Regions from separate parts of the Mus musculus genome. Here region 2 is linked to region 1. Evidence: chromatin contacts called from public promoter capture Hi-C data. All regions are on one chromosome and are shown on one strand. The core of a region is the stretch at or near the end of the contact, and the rest is flanking DNA. Distances in the headings are between cores, read along the strand shown.

Evidence for each region. Promoter capture Hi-C pulls out the DNA fragments that hold promoters and counts their contacts.
Region 2: a contact with region 1 is called in a promoter capture Hi-C map of stem cell-derived epiblast-like cells, with 2.8 times the contacts expected there. The contact joins the promoter of Tex19.1 here to the promoter of Sirt7 in region 1. A contact is called at or near these places in 2 of 39 promoter capture datasets (liver and stem cell-derived epiblast-like cells) and 1 of 115 datasets of contacts at active chromatin or transcription factors (pancreatic cancer cells).

What each region holds. Positions count from the first base shown.
Region 1 is chr11:120,623,572-120,626,682 of GRCm38.p6, forward strand. It overlaps Sirt7 (sirtuin 7), which reads right to left and starts at 1,443. Exons shown (of 10, transcript NM_153056.3): 1 at 1,306-1,443; 2 at 1,102-1,239; 3 at 919-1,023. The coding sequence starts at 1,401. It overlaps Mir6936 (microRNA 6936), which reads right to left and starts at 1,305; the gene lies at 1,252-1,305. It also overlaps a transcript of Mafg not described here.
Region 2 is chr11:121,143,869-121,147,395 of GRCm38.p6, forward strand. It overlaps Tex19.1 (testis expressed gene 19.1), which reads left to right and starts at 2,275. Exons shown (of 3, transcript NM_028602.3): 1 at 2,275-2,354; 2 at 2,660-2,733; 3 at 2,861-3,527. The coding sequence starts at 2,950.

The sequences.
Region 1 (3,111 bases), core at 193-2,692:
CAGAGTGTGGTACTGCTCAGCTTCTTCACATGGATTCTGAGAGTCCAAACTCGGGTCTTCACGCTTGCATAGCAGGCACGCTACCCACTGAGCCATCTCTCCAGACCACCTCAGGGCTTCTCAGAATAGAAGCCGAGTTCGCCTGAGGTCAAATATTCAACTTCAAAGCTAGTCATCCCTCAGCCTTCCCAGGAGAGCTCTCAGAGTCAAGAGGACAGCATTTCTCAAATGTACCTATTGTACCAGGACTCTGTCTGGTTTTTTTTTTTTTTTTCCCCGAGCCAGGGTCTTGCATGGAGCTTCGAGCCAGGCTGCTCTCAAGAGTTTGATCTTGATCTTCCTCCTCTACCAGGCCCCACCTCCTGAGTCCTGAGATTGGAGATTTGGGACTCGACACTAGTTTTCCATTTATCTTTCTTCAAGGAGTACAGGCTCAGGAGAAAGACTAGGGCTCCAGTTTGTCCACATCACGTAAATCGATCAATTTGTCTGCACTTTAAGGGAGAAGGCATTAGCAGGCAGTTGGCTACTATGCCCTACTACTGTTCCATGTTTGATTGGCAGTCAGAAACTACGCATTCTGTAACTCTTTGACTTAGCTTAATTATTATTTATTGACTTATTCTTTAGCCCTGGCTGACCTAGAACTCCCTATGCAGTCCCTATGCAGACCAGGCTGATCTTGAAATTACAGAGATCCTCCTGTCTCCCAAGTGCTGGGACTAAAGGAATGTGCCACCACTGTCACGTTGCCTTAGTTAAGTCTTAAATCTAGAATTGCTTCGGGTCTCTGAGAAAGGACACCTTGAAGTTACTTCAAAGGTGAGCGAGATTTTGAACTCCAGCACTGTACAGCCCGAGTTTGCATCCCAGAAGGGGGCGCCTCACACCCGAAGCAACGCGCAGGCCCTCACTCACTGTGCTGATTCCAGCGCCCGTGTAGACAACCAAGTGCCTGGCACTTCGGACAGCTCCGGCCAGTTCGCGGACCTTCCTCCGCAGCTCCTCCGGGTCATCACACACCTGATAGGAGCCAGGCTGGTTATTGCCGCCGCTCGCCTCCCGCAGCCCGCCGCCCAGCACCCGCTGCCCGCGACTCGCCTCCTCCTGGCGGCGCTTGAGGCCCTCACGCCGCCGACTTCGACCCTGCAGCTCGGTCACCAGATCCTCGCTCTCGGCCAAGAGCCGGCCCTCCTCCGCGCTGCGCTCTGCAGCCGCCTTCCTCAGGATGCGTGACACCTACGGACGAGCAGCGGGTGAGCGACCGCGCGCGCCGGCGCGAGCGCGGGCACGGCAGTGGCTCACCTGGCGGAGGCGCTCCCGCTGCTGCTCCTCCCGCAGCCTCCGGACCCGCTCAGCAGCTTTGCGCTCCGAGCGGCTCAGACCGCCACCGGCTGCCATCGCTCCTTTGACTGCGCTTCCGGCTTCCGCTTCCGCCTCATCCGGCAGCTACAGAGACGCATGCGCGGGCCCGGCCCTTTCCACCTCTTCCGGCTCGCCCTTCCCACCCTTGCTCCTTCGGGATTTCAAAGAAATACCACCAGATCTCTTTAAAAGGCGTTTATTGATCATATACAAAATAAAGAAAACCTTATATATCACAAACATACACTATGTACAGCAATAAATACCCGGGGGGCCAGGCCCAGTGCCGCCCCTCCTGGACAATAATTTAGCAATAAATACTGCGCAGGGCACGGGTGGGCACCAAGGCTGCTGCCTGCTGAGGCCAGGAGACTGATTGCTCTCCAAGTCCAGGCCTCACCTTGCAGCCAGATCCCCTATGGCCCTACCCAGGTGCAGGAGACAGGGTCTCACCTTGCAGCCACACCACAGCCCCTCCTCACTTGGATGTTGAAGGACCCTCACCCCATTTAGGGTACTCTCTACTAACCTTCCCCCTGGCTTCAGCCCTGCAGGGCAGGCAGGGGCTGATCAACTCTGCTTGGACACACCTCTCAGCACCAGGAGACCAACAGAGCTGGACACACAATAGCCCTTGTCCTGTTGCCCTAAGTTGCCAGGAGAAGGCTTTCTGTACCCATTCCCATTTGGTTAAAGGCTTCAGAGACTAGCAGACAGAGAATGGGAGGAAAAGTGGGGTTGGGGCATAAAGTTGCTGGAGGGGCCAAAAGCCCAACGGGGGCCCTAGAGAACAAGGAAATCTTATCAGGAACACTTCCTAGAACACTCTACCTCACACTTCCAGAGACACCCGTGCTATATTAATGCCGTTGCTCCAGGGGCAGGGTACGTATGTGTGTAGCTGGCCCAGCAGGTATAGCACACACCTAGGACACACGCCAGGAACAGGCAAACTGTGAGCAGCTACAGCGAACCCATGCCTCTGTATGGTACCGATCTGTCCTCTGTTCCACAACTGCTCCCAAACCAGGCGGCCAATGGCACTGAGAAAATATGCCAAGAATTATTCAGTGGCTTCTGGGGAGATTGTTAATGTGTTGGTTCCTTTCACTAAACCACAGCCTAAAAAAGTAACTCAGAAGATCCCAGAGGGGAAACAGTGTAGCAGGCTGTGGCTCAGACATCCCAGCTGCGGATGGGAGCTTTAGCCAAGTGGCCACACCAGAGAGGGAGGTAGCAGGGAAGTGGCCTCACCATCTCCAAGTAGTTTATCAAAGCTGCAAACCCTGGCCCTGATCACCAAGGCTAACAGAGCACACATAGAACTGAAAGATGAGCTGAGACCAGCCTGCTGGAAGCCGGGTGATGGTGGTGATCCCTGTTAACACAGTGTTGCCACTGGCTCCCTGCACAGCAGGCACCACACCCAGCTGCACACAACACAGGGGGGACTCTCTGGGACCATACTCTACAGAGGAAACTGTGGACTTTCTTTGAAATCTGAGTGTCTATGTCCAAGGAAGAAGTCAGGCAGAGTCAAGGTAGGAGGGAAGTCACACATTATGGTTTACTTAGCGGAGAAGTTTGGGAGACCTGGCCTCAGCCCAAGCTCTCCATTCGCTGTGTCAGAAAGTCAAACACAACACCCTCACAGTAGGAAAACGGAATTAACAATGATCAGAGAAACAGCCAACAGTCACAAATGGACACAGGATTTACTGTCAGGAAATCAAGGGCAAGGGACAG
Region 2 (3,527 bases), core at 1,025-3,524, 520 kb after region 1:
AGGCATGAACAGCTACATGCAGCTACATCCAGCTCTCTCTGGTTTTTAAGCTTTATTTGTTGTATATGTGTGCTTTGTATGTTCGAGTGCTTGTGTGTGTGTTCATACTTACGTGGCCTCGGGTGTCTTCATTATTCTCCATGTTCTGTTCTGAGACACAGTCTCTCTGTGAACATGGTCCTTGCTGATTCAGGCAGACACGAAGCCCAGAGATCCTCTGCCTCTGCCCCCAACCCCATCCCAGGGATTACAAGCACTTGTCACCACACTTAATTTTGGTTTTGTTTGTTTTTTTTGCTGTTTGTCTGGTTTTTGTTTTGCATGGGTGCTTGGGACCGATGCCTGAAGAGCAAATGCTTTGCCGACTGAGCTCTCTCCCCAGCTTTTTCAAAGCCTCTTGAAAGTGATCCTTATTTTAAAATTCAACTTTCAGCAGTGTGGGCCAAGCTGGTAACAGAAAGAAGGCAGTGAAGAAGCTGTGGGAAGCCGGCAGTGGTAGATTAACTTATTGTTGCTGCTGTGAGAAAATATGACCAAAGTCACTTGCAGAAGAAAAATTCTCTTTTGGCTAATGGTTCCAGATGGATAGACCTTAATGGCAGAAGAGGCAACAGGGGGTCAGGACAGGAAGGTGAGAGATGACTTCTGTAACCACAAACATGGAGATGAGAGAAGATCGGAGGTAGGTGAGACTATGAACTCTCAAAAGCTAATCACAGGGGCACATCTGTCAGCCGACCCCACCTAAAGGTCCCCAAAGCAGCCCCACTGACAGAGAAGCAAGTGTTAAAATATCCAGTCCTATGGGGATGGGGGACACATCTCAACACCACGAATGTTGACAATTGGACACTAAGGTCAAAAGGCAAGAGTCAGGAGAGACATCTGGCTAGTTACAGCTGAGGAGGAGACAGCTGAGTAGGTCAAGAGCACACAGAAACAAGGCTGAAGGTGAGGGTGGAGGGTAATGTGGGATAAAGGATAGAAGACTACACAGGGCCAGTGAAGACTTCCGGGTAACTGCCAAGATCGCAACTCCACATAGCAGCTTTACTTATAAAAATCCCAGAGAGCAATGAGATACTCTTTATAAGGTGAGTGGTTAAAGGGATATATTCTTTTAATGGAGTATTACTGAACTCTGAAGTGAAACTTGCTTCCTGCTGTCCCAGAGCACCCAGGAAACCAAGCTTCATGATCCTAAGGAAGGAAACCATGGTAGTTTCTGGATGCTTGAGGCCAGACGTGACCTTCTGGACAGGGCAAAATGGTTGCAGAAGTCGAGTCCAGGGTCTGGGGAGAGCAGGGCCCTGAGGGCAGCCCCGAGGGCCTGTAGAAAGAGTGAAACTGGCCCTGTGATGACAGAGGAACGTTGCTACACCAGTATATCCAACCTGGTGGGATGTGCAGAGTGGACTGCGATGCTGCTCACTGATTTTAACAAATATATCTGTATGCTCCAAGGCTGAATTGGAGGGTGGAATACCTTCTATTTTCTGCTTGGTTTTTCTCTGAGTCCCAAACTCCTTTAAGGATAAACTCTTCAAAGAATTATTTTGGGTTTTGTTTTTTGTTGTTGTTTGTTTTTGTAAGATTTGCCTCTGCCTCCCAATTGCTGGGATTAAAGGCATGTGCCACTGCCTGGCTAAGATTTATTTATTTATTTTAAGAGTACTCTGTTGCTCTCTTCAGAGACACCAGAATAGGGCATCGGATCCCATTACAGATGGTTGTGAGCTATCAGGTGATTGCTGCGAATGAACTCGACCTTTGGAAGTGCAGTCAGTGCTCTTAACCCCTGAACCATCTCTCCAGCCCCTACAAAGAATTTCTTTAAAGAGTCTGTTTAAGAACAAAAAGACCCATAGACAGGCAACTGTGCTTAGGCTGCAGTTGAGAACTGAGCGAGCAGTTTCCCAAGTGTTAAAGAACTTTTTACTAAAGAGACAGGGAAGAAGGAATCGACTTTTCCAAACAAGATGTGCCGCGGGCCCAACTCTGAGCCCGGGCCTTCGAGTCCCTCGAAGGCACAGGGATGGGGACATCGGGCACCGCTAGAGCACACAGGAAGCACACAGGGCACTCAGGTGGCGCAAGGGAGCAGCGCATGCGCGCTGTAGGGGGCGCCAGGCCGCATGTGCGCCTTCAGAGCCAGAGTGACTCAGGGCCAGAGTGACTCAGCACCTTCGCTTCCTGCTGCTTTGGGACCTCATGGGAGATATGTAAATGAGCTGGAGCATCGCGGGACTTGGCCCTTTATAAGGCCGCGTTCGTCCTCCCTGGTGTTCAGTGCTTAGCGAGGAGAGCCTGGCTCTGGAGTCCATTAGCTGGCACCTGGGCGCTCAGTCAGGGAGGTAAGGATGGAAAGGGACTGGGCCGGGGGCTGAGCCGGGCTGGGTGCGGTGGGCCTGGGTCGGGTGGGAGCACGGTGGGCAGAGAGGAGATCCTCCTGGCGTAGGCTTCCCGGCCTCTTTGGTTGGTAGCCGGGCGCAAGTGTGAGGTCGGGGCCTTGAGCCCTGAGGACACCTCTGATGTCACCCCAGCCTGTCCAGAGTGAACAGGGAACCCCGGGGGCCAGAGCCCCAACACCCTCTCCTCAGGGGAGCCCTGCAGCGGGCCCAGCAGGGTGAGCCAAACCTCATTTTCTCTGTCTTTCTAGCTCCCCATATATTGGAGCAAGTGTGAAGCTGAAGAAGTTTCTGGAAGCTCAAGCCTGTCTACTTCTTCAGAGAGGTATTCATTGAATTCTCACCCAGTTCTGGTACCACTGCCCCGTGTCCTGGAGCCCCAAAGCCCCTAGACCTACTGTGCCCTGTTTTCTCCCGTTTCTCTCATTCTCGCCTTTCCCACTTATTTCTAGCCTCTGTGGTTCTGTTGACCTGACCTCCTCAGTCCATCGAGCAAGTCTGAATCTGTGTGTCCGCTTAGCTGCAGACAGACTTCTTGACCATGTGTCCCCCAGTCAGCGTTCGCCATGGGGCCAGGGGCATGTCCTGCCTCTATGAGGCATGGCTGTACCATCTTGTCCATGGGGAACAGACGAAGATCTGCTTTGCTTGCTTCAAGGCAGCTTTCCTATTGAATAAACTCTACCTGGAGATGGGAGACTGGCAAGAGGAGGAAGAGGAAGAGGAAGAGGAAGATGCTGATCTCCTGGAATACTTGTCAGAGTCAGAGTCAGAGTCTGAGCAGGAGCCAGGGCCTGAGCAGGATGCATGGCGGGGATTGGGGTCCCTTTATGTGCCACAGAGTGTCTCTGAAGGGTCTGGGGTCCTGCTGCCAACCCCTGTGTGGACACAGGGCATACTATTCTCCATTTTTGTGCCCACTGAGCTCTTTCCTCAGGAAGCTGTACCCCTGGATCTGGGTCCTGAGGATGCTGAGTGGACCCAGGCCCTTCCCTGGAGACTTGATGGGCTTTTTCCCTGCTCGCACCAGCTCATCCCTCCTCTGACTTGGTGGGATATTTTTGATGTGATGCCATCTCCTGGGCAACCTGTGTTGTTGGAGTTGAGATGCCACTGGCC